Regions from separate parts of the Anas platyrhynchos genome. Here region 1 is linked to region 2. A link is a contact called in public Hi-C data. All regions are on one chromosome and are shown on one strand. Each heading gives the region's core, a stretch centred on a gene start, on an enhancer-like site or on the middle of the called end of the contact. The rest is flanking DNA. Distances are from core to core; before and after follow the strand shown.

Region 1 (4,056 bases), core at 1,213-3,712, 270 kb before region 2:
GGCTCCTTCGCCTTGTCTCCTAGCGGGATGGAAAGACGTCATTATAATGAATTCTTTCTGAACTATGTGTTATCAATCTCCAGCCCTGCACTTTTCGGCGCTGTGCTGAGCTGGCGGGATCACCAGGTGCGGATCCCGCTTTTTGAGGGTGACACTTGTTCTGATGCTCCAAATCAGGCCCCACAGCCGATTTAGGGGGCAGCAGCAGGGTTTGGGTACGTGGCAGACCTGAGGACGCATTCAGGCACTGCTGGAGGTGTTTGCAGACCTGCAACAGGGGACACCCCAATGCTGGGGGGGCTGAGAACCACAGGGTCCGGCCTGGGAGCGCTGCTCCGTGCCCCCACCTCCCCTGCAGCCCAGCTCCAGCTGCCAGGGAGCAGCGTTTGGTTGCTGGCAGGGTTGGAGCTCCCCAGCCTCACGTGTGGCTTGGAAACTTTCCCTGTGAAAGAAGGCGCTGGAAAAAGTCAAGGCATTCTTGCCTTAAATGTCAAAAGCATCAAAATGCTGGAGAAACCCTGGATGTGGCCTTCTCGGCACAGCCAAGGAGGCCGTCGTAACCCAAGGGGGGAGCCAGGGCTCTTTGAAAGAGCTGAAAAGACCGGGGCCTGCCCAGTCCTTTGAGCAGCTCAGATGCAGCCCTGGAGCGGTCCCAGCAACTCCCTTTTGAATTCTTCCACTCCACAGGGGCAGGAGTTTTGTCTTTCAAAACTTTCTCCCGGCAGCGGAGAGAAGCCCGGGACTGAGAGCTGCGGCTGGCCCACGGTGAATGCTCGAGGTGTCCTGCGCTGGCAGCGGGTACCTGCTTCTGTCAGCCCTCGCTGGAAATTCACTGCCCCCTTCCTTTATAACACTGCAAGATGGATGGAGTGAATGAATGCTTTTTATTATTATTATTATTTTTTATTTAACCAGCTCGTTCCCAGACCGAGGGCTGCATCCTAGCGATCAGGCATCACGTCTTTGCCGTGTGCTTCTTGGAAGCTGGCTTCACGGAACTTCTGGCAGGGGGAAGGCTGTTTGCACAGAGCAAACAACCTCGGTGGTGTTGGGATTTCATTAATCAGGATGAAAAACACAGGCTGGGGCTCGGGGCTGGCAGCCAGGCACCGTCTGCTGCCACCTCCTGGGCCCAGCCAGCAGTGCTGGGGCTGCGGGGCAGGATCAGGCCCTGGTGCAATCCTGCTGGGTGCTGGCTCTGGGTGAGACCCAACACAAAATGGGACCGAAGGGAGACCCCAGCTCTCGGTGTCCCACTGTGGGGGGATGTTTGTGGCCCCCCACCGCCGGTCCCCAGGCTGCCATGGGCACGTCGTGGTGCTCAGCTGGGGGACAGTGGACAGGGAGGGTGTAAAGAGCCATGGGGGCAGAGGACGAGCCCCAGCCAGCAGGACCCCAAACGATGCGGGGCCATATGGGCGTCCTCCCTCCCGTATGGAGATAAATGGCGGGCTGCGTGTGCCAGGACGCGTCTGGGCAGCACAGGGCAGCATTTCTGGTGTGCCCCCTCCTTGCAGGAGCACCCAGCACAGCCCCAGCAGCTCCCTGTGCCTTTGGGGCCAGCAGCTGTCCTGCCCCGTCACTCGCAGCCCAAATGGCTCCCTCAGAAACCGGAGACGGCAGCAGCACCGCCACGTCCCGCACCCTGCAGGCGCTCAGCGGGTGTTGTAACGGGGTGACAGCTGCTGCCATGGCTCCTGCTCAGCTCCATCGTGGTCTGCCATTGCTTGCAGGCCCCGTGGAGGCACAGTGCCCCGCTGCAGGGTGGGCACGGCCACTCCGTGATGGTGGGAGCACGGCAGGGGAACCAAAACAGCCGCCGGGGAAACAGGAGTGAGGTGTGCGTGGTTTTGGGGTGTGAGGTCATATTTTACACAGCATCCCTCGGTCTCCGTGCTGGGTCCATGCTCCGGCCCCTGGAGCACTGAGGTCCCCGCTCAGCCCATGCTGGGGTGCGGTAATGCTGCTCCAGGACCTGTTTTGGGGTTTTTAGCCCCAAAAGCAGGATAAATCTGGGACCTGTTTTGGACTTTTACCCCTAAAAGCAGGATAGATCTGGGACCTGTTTGGAGACTTTTAGCCCCAAAAGCAGGATAAATCTGGGACCTGTTTCGGGGTTTTTAGCCCCAAAAGCAGGATAAATCTGGGACCTATTTTGGAACTTTTAGCCCCAAAACAGGACAGATCCCAGCAGGTGCTGCCCAGGCAGGTGGAGGGGACCCTCCGGGCTCTGGAGGCCCGTGGGGGTTTGGATCTGAGCCCCGTGCCCATCGGGGGCCACCAAGGGCAGCAGAAGGACCCCGAGGGCCCCGTCCCCGCGTGTTCGTGCCCGTGCCGGGGGCGGTGGGGGGGGGTGGTTCGGTCCCGGTGGCGCTGTCCCTTTAAATGGCGGTGGGAGGGGGGGAGGCGATCTGGGTGGGCACCCGCTCGGCTATCGACTCCTTCTGCCTGCGCGCCCATCCGCGGGCCGAGCGCGCCCTGCGAGCTGATTGGCTCAGCCGCGCGGAGGGCGGGCGCTTCCGCTTCCGGGCTGGCCGTTGCTAGGGGGCGGCGTTGCTAGGGGCGGCCTAGCGCCGCCATGGCGGGGAGCCGCGTGCAGAAGGTCGGCAGCGTCTTCAGCCGGTACGGGGGGGGCCGGGCCGGGCTGGGGGCGGCCCCGCGGCTCCCCCTAAACCCCCCCCTGAGCCCCCTGTCCCCGCAGGACCCGCGACCTGATGCGCATGGGGGTGCTGCGCCAGCCGCTGTGGTTCGAGGTTTACGCCGCCTGCCCGCCCCGCCGCGAGCCGCGGCACCGCCAGGCCCGGCCGCGCTACGGCCGCGCCAGGGACAGCGTCAGGGACATCCTCTACCCCGAGGACGCCGTGCGAGCGTGAGTTCCGCCTCGTTCGGACCCCCGGGGACCGTCCTGGGGCCCCCAGGGTCCCCGTTGTTGGTTGGCTGTTGTGGAATAAATGGGGTGACCCCGATGCTGTTTATTTCCCTCAAACTGTGTCTCTCTTTGATTGATGGAAAACCTGAACTGTGTTATTTTTTGAGCAGGAAATTTTACAGAGTGTACGGAAGCGGGCCAAGACCTTTTGATTTATCGCAACCGAACTACAAATCGACGTGCCAAAGGTAAATCTTTTTTTGTTGATATATAACTAAACTAAAAATGCTTCTGAAACTTGTCCCTGTCTCCTCTTAGGTCAGCAAACCACAATGTTGTTTGCGAGAGTAAAAATACAATCTTGAAATCTAGGTTCGTTGAGAAGTACAATGAATTGAAAGAAGAAGGGAAAATTGAAGAGGAAAAATTGTTTGAAGAAACAGGAAAAGCCCTTTTAGCCAGTGGGATAATTTTGCAGAGAAGAGGAACAGATAAAGTAAGTATTAAACATTCAGAAAACGAATTGGCCAGTGGACTCAAAAGGCTTCATTTTTAGGTTCTTAAGACGGAGTTAGTCCAAATTAAACTCTCTGTAAGTTACCAATAAATAAAATAGAGAATAAAATAGAACCTCTTCTGGATTGAAGATAGCTGGCACACTTTTTCTATTCCTTCTTAGTAATTAAGTATTCTAATGCAGCATCGCTCTCATTCTTTAATCCTGATTTGGAAATTTATACATAAATCTTGCAGTTTGCTTCAATAAACTAAACCAACAGCGATAACAACAAAACCCACACACTTATTTCAGTCATTTTTTGTTTATATTTGTAGTTTGGGGCTCGTTTACTTATGTCTTTGGTAAGAAAATAACTACCCAGAAGAACTGTCTAACATGTCTTGCATCTATTTTCACGGATGTAAAAAAGAGGAGACAGCTCCTGGGCACATGGAGTCTGTTCCTTGTTACTTCAGATAATTGTCATGTAACTCTTAATGTAAAACGGGGTAAAAAAGCAAACTGATGCTTCCAGAACAGCGCGTCAGGTAGAGTAGAACACTGCTGCTCTGTGATGGTTAGCAATCTTTTTACTTTGTTCAAGTCTGAAAGATAAGCAGTTCTTTTGAGAATGCTGTCCGTTTAGTTTGAACACCCTCAAAAAAATGGAGAAAAAGATTTTATAAAA
Region 2 (4,229 bases), core at 1,187-3,686:
GTCTTTCGAGAATAGGACATTCCTAGCTCAGACACATACAGACCAGGGGCTGAGGGTGAATAAAATAAAATAAATAAAGGAGCCTTCGATACTCTCAGGATTAGTTTTGCTGCAGCATCATCTAGTGACCAGAGCAAAGCCGGGTCCCTGCGGGCAGCTCCTGCCATCGGCAGCAGCACCAGGCAAGAGGGAGGTGTGGGTGGCGGGGGGCTGGGATGCTCGTTAGGCAGACGTGGAACAAAGCAAAGAGATTTAAGGTCCTGTCATACTCGGGAATTTTATTAGTCCTTCTGCAGCAGTTATAGGGCTGATATTTTTTATTATTATTTTTTAAGAGAATAGGCATAGCGGGAAGGTCCTAGTAATAAAAGGTGCCAGAACAGAATAAAAACCGAAGTATCTCTGTTCATCATACTCACGGACCCCATGCTATTGAACCAAGGTCACACAAAACTAGAAGTCGAGCCCGTGTTTCTCCAGCCCCTCCACTGCCTTCGCTACGCCCTGCCAGCACGCCCGCTCCTCATCCTCCACCTCGCTTCGTCATTGCTGAAGCTCAGCACCAGCAGCCGGAGTGACCTCACCTGCAGAGGAGCTTCCTCCCCTCACACAGACCTCAAACCCAGGCAACCAGAGTACAACGTAATCAACACAAAAAGGCCGAGAAAATTAACTTAAAAACGTTAAGTGAGAAGAACAAAGACTTTAGACGTGAGCTGGAAGACAAATTGCGCCCAGAGGAGAAGGCGGCGTGGGCAGTTAGGTGCAAAGGCGCTGTGTTTACAGAGGTTGCGACGCAGAGGAGATGGCAGGCGAGATATTGATTTGATAAGCAGATGAGCTGAAATTCTGAACGCACTGGAGATGCTGATAGAAAAAACAGGATAGAGGGAGAGACAGGGGAACGCAGGAGAAACAGCTGTGTACACTGAGATGCATGAGATGTTATGGAAAATAGAAGGTCATCATGATCCACGAAATTCTCAAAAGAAATAGGAGAAGTGGAGATCGCAGGGAGACAGCAGATGTTTTCATGCCAAGACAATGATGGAACCGTAATTACAGCGAGATAGAGCATCCTGCATAGTCACAGCAACAAAGAAACAAAACAAAACCCCAAACCAGACACGTTTGATTGGCAACTGGAAAAGACTACAGAAAGGTAATAAGCATTTAGCCCTTCTATTACACACAAGTCAGAAGAGTGAGAGAGGGCACCTCTCCACTGCAGGGCGAGAGCCCTGACCAGGAGGTCAAGCTGCTGATGAGAACCCAGGGGCTCACCTGCATCTTTCACGCGAGCTACAGCTGAAGCCAGGAGCAGTTTTCTCTCCCTGTTTTCAATACTGGGGGCTCCCAACACACGAGGACAGAGGCAGGGACGTGCCCCAGACAGCACTACCCCATGGACTCGAGGTCAGAGCCCAAGCAGTGGCACAGCCAGAGGCAGCAGGGGCTTGTGTACCGCAGGGGCTCCATCCCCTCTCCGCCGCCACGGCTCCTACCTGGCAGGGCTGCCTTCGTGGCATTTCCTCCCTTCCTTCTCAAGTTAAGTCCAGGCAGATCATTTGCAGCCAAAACTCCGATGGTTTGGTACAGACACGAACCACCTGAGCACCATTCCTGCCATCAGCCCCCGTCCGTGTGGGCTCTGCAGCACGAGGCCTCACCCGGCGCTCACTCCCCTCCATCCTCCTCAGAGCAGTGCCCGTGTCCCCGGCTGGGGGACAGCACCGCTGCCTTTGTGCTCCATGGGACTGTGCCCTGGTGATCTCTGATCTCTGTCCACGCCCCAAGGCCCTGAGGCCGGCTTTCCCTGCGTGTACCTGGGGCAGCACGGTGCAGAGACTGGGAGAGGTGGCGCTTGGTCAAGGAAAGCAGTCAGGGACGGCAGCCTGTGCCTCGTCAGCCTCCCTGTGATTCTTCTCTGCCTTCTTCCTCAAAGACGAGAAGAGCCGTGCATTATTTTTGTCAGGTCTTCAAAAAAATAAAGTTACAGTTGTGGTACATGGCACCTTAGCTTGCCCACAGGCTCCCGAGAGTGCAATTTTTGCCTGTGTAAAATTAATTATATATATTCAGCATGTGCTCAGTCTCTAAAATACAAAAGGGCTTAGAAATATGAAAATAAAGCTCGAATTTGTTGCTAATTAAGCAAAATAACACCTCCATGCGCTGTATTTGCAGCATCTGAAGAGGAACGTTTCCTCCAGGCTCGTTCGTACTTGTCAGGCCGGCCCCTCTTTTATTTTATTTATTTATTTAAGTGCACCGAGCTGTGTTTCCAGCTCCCTCAGCCTCGGGTCCGCCTTTCAGTGCCGGCTCGCCTCAGGCTGGCCGGGTTTGGGGGCAGAACAAAGCCGGGCAGCGCCCCCGGGGCAGGGCGGCGAGGCCGGGCCAGGAGGGGCCAGGCCAGGCCCGGCCGGTGCTTGGGCGCCCTCTGCTGCCCCGGGGCTCCGCGAGGCCCTTCCCCGCCGTGGGGCCTTCGCGGCCCGGCTGGGGCTGGAAGGGACCCCGCAGGCCCAGGGAGGCCCTGGGGACTTGAGCAGGGGACCCCCGGAGCTGGCTGAGGCGCCTCACGCTTCCCGGGAGCCGAGCATGGCAGCAGCACCAAGCCTCCGGCCCCGGGCAGGACGGGGCCAGAACTGGAGCCCCGGGGTGTGAGCGGGGTGGTTGGCATTGCTGTCTGTAAACACAAGCGAGGAGCAGCTCCTGAGGGCCAGAAAAGGGGCTTTGATGCCTCAGACATACAGTCTCTAGACCCAGACAACACCTAGGAAAGAAACCCAGCTCCACAAATTACTTTGAAAGTGCCATTTTCCAGAAACGAGAGCACCCTCCTGGAACAGCCTCAAACGTCACTTCAGCATCCTTGAATCCAAACAGCAGAGTTCAGGCATACTTTAAAAAAAAAAAAAAAAAAAAAGTCACCCACCCACAGCTCTGGAGCTGGGACAGGCACTGAGCAGAGGGGGAGCCCCTTCAATCCGAGCCCCCTGTCCCAGGGGAAGGACCCTGAGGCCGCACCACAGCCAGCGCCGCTCAGTGCCAGCACTCTGACATCCCGGGGGCTGAGGGGACCAAAGCTGATGTTGTAAAACGCCTGACCACGTTTTTAGGCATGAAAACATACTCCTAAGACTTTGCAGCAGCTCTTCCATTCCTGATTCAGCAAAAGGAGGAAAGACTCTGGTGTGTGTTCATCTCCCAAAGGCCAGTGTAGAGCTAGAAAAGGTGCAGGGAGGATGCACGGTACCTCCAGCTTCCACGTAAGGAGCTAAATGGACTTCAGATGCCTCATCCCAGAACACAAGCAGGTGACAGAAGAGAAGTCTATGAGCCTGCAAGTGGCATAGATAAGGCAAAGCAGGGGCCATTACTCACCTGAGGCAGCATCAGGGTGATGGATTATCTGGGGTTGTTCTCAGGCAATTTAGAAAACAAACAGGAAGTAATTCTTTCACCCACACGTAATTATGTTGGGAGACACATTGCCACAGGATCTCGTGAAGGTCAGAAGGACAAACAGACTCAAAAAGCCATCACACGAATTCAACACGTCTGTTAAGTACAACAGCTGCGTGGGGCTCAGAAGCCCCAGCATCACTCCTAGCTGGAAATGGGGCCAGCCCCCAGGGCAGGACAGCTCTGCAGGAGATCCCGCTTCTGCACCTTGTACCTGAATTACACGGGCAGGCACCAGACCGACCTTCATCCCCATCCCCTGTCAGGGCCAGTCTTGGACCACAGAGCCCCAGAGCACTGGCTCATCCCTCTTACACCAGCCCCAAGCGCAATCTGGCTGCTTTGTGCAAAGTGTGGGGAGAATATCTCCCCTCTCGCTTTGCTTTGGTGCTCGTCTTTTCTTTTGACAGGAAGGGGGAGGAGGCAGAGGTAGCTGGAGCCAAAACCCAGCCCTGGAGGCACTGAACTAAATGCAGGACACATGTTGGTGGTTCTTGCTCTGTGGCCTCTGACTTGCAGGCTTCCTACTGACAGCACCGAGACAGGGACACAAGGTATTTGTGTAACTCAAGAGCAGAGAAACTCATAGCAAAATTTATTTTTACTTTTTATAGGAAGAAAACCACTGCCAATGAAATTTCCACCAAAGGCCAGAGCCAGGTTCCCTGCTGGGCTGTGAGCAGGCTGCATACGTGGCTATGAGAGGCAGGGAGCTGAACCACCCCATGTCAGCACTGCCAGCAGCAGACAGGGGCACCATTCAT

The links. Hi-C and Micro-C count contacts between places; a contact is called where the count stands out from the background.
Region 1: a Hi-C map of skeletal muscle shows a contact between it and region 2, with 4 times the contacts expected there. The contact joins the promoter of MRPS23 here to the enhancer-like site in region 2. A contact is called at or near these places in 6 of 8 Hi-C or Micro-C datasets (F1 follicle, F5 follicle, liver and 2 more).

Annotation. Positions count from the first base shown.
Region 1 is chr20:1,530,381-1,534,436 of IASCAAS_PekinDuck_T2T, reverse strand. MRPS23 (mitochondrial ribosomal protein S23) reads left to right here and starts at 2,462. Exons shown (of 5, transcript XM_038165752.2): 1 at 2,462-2,602; 2 at 2,702-2,869; 3 at 3,040-3,117; 4 at 3,242-3,365. The coding sequence starts at 2,715. It overlaps LOC139999128 (a long non-coding RNA gene), which reads left to right and starts at 424. Exons shown (of 2, transcript XR_011804221.1): 1 at 424-765; 2 at 916-1,818.
Region 2 is chr20:1,261,833-1,266,061 of IASCAAS_PekinDuck_T2T, reverse strand. No RefSeq gene overlaps it. Among named protein-coding and RNA genes, the nearest start is that of MSI2, 14 kb to the left of the region's middle. Within about 2 kb of position 2,436, at least 2 of the 8 cell types and tissues checked have an H3K27ac peak or open chromatin away from gene starts, as enhancers often do. A contact at or near this core is called in subcutaneous adipose tissue, where this site is marked.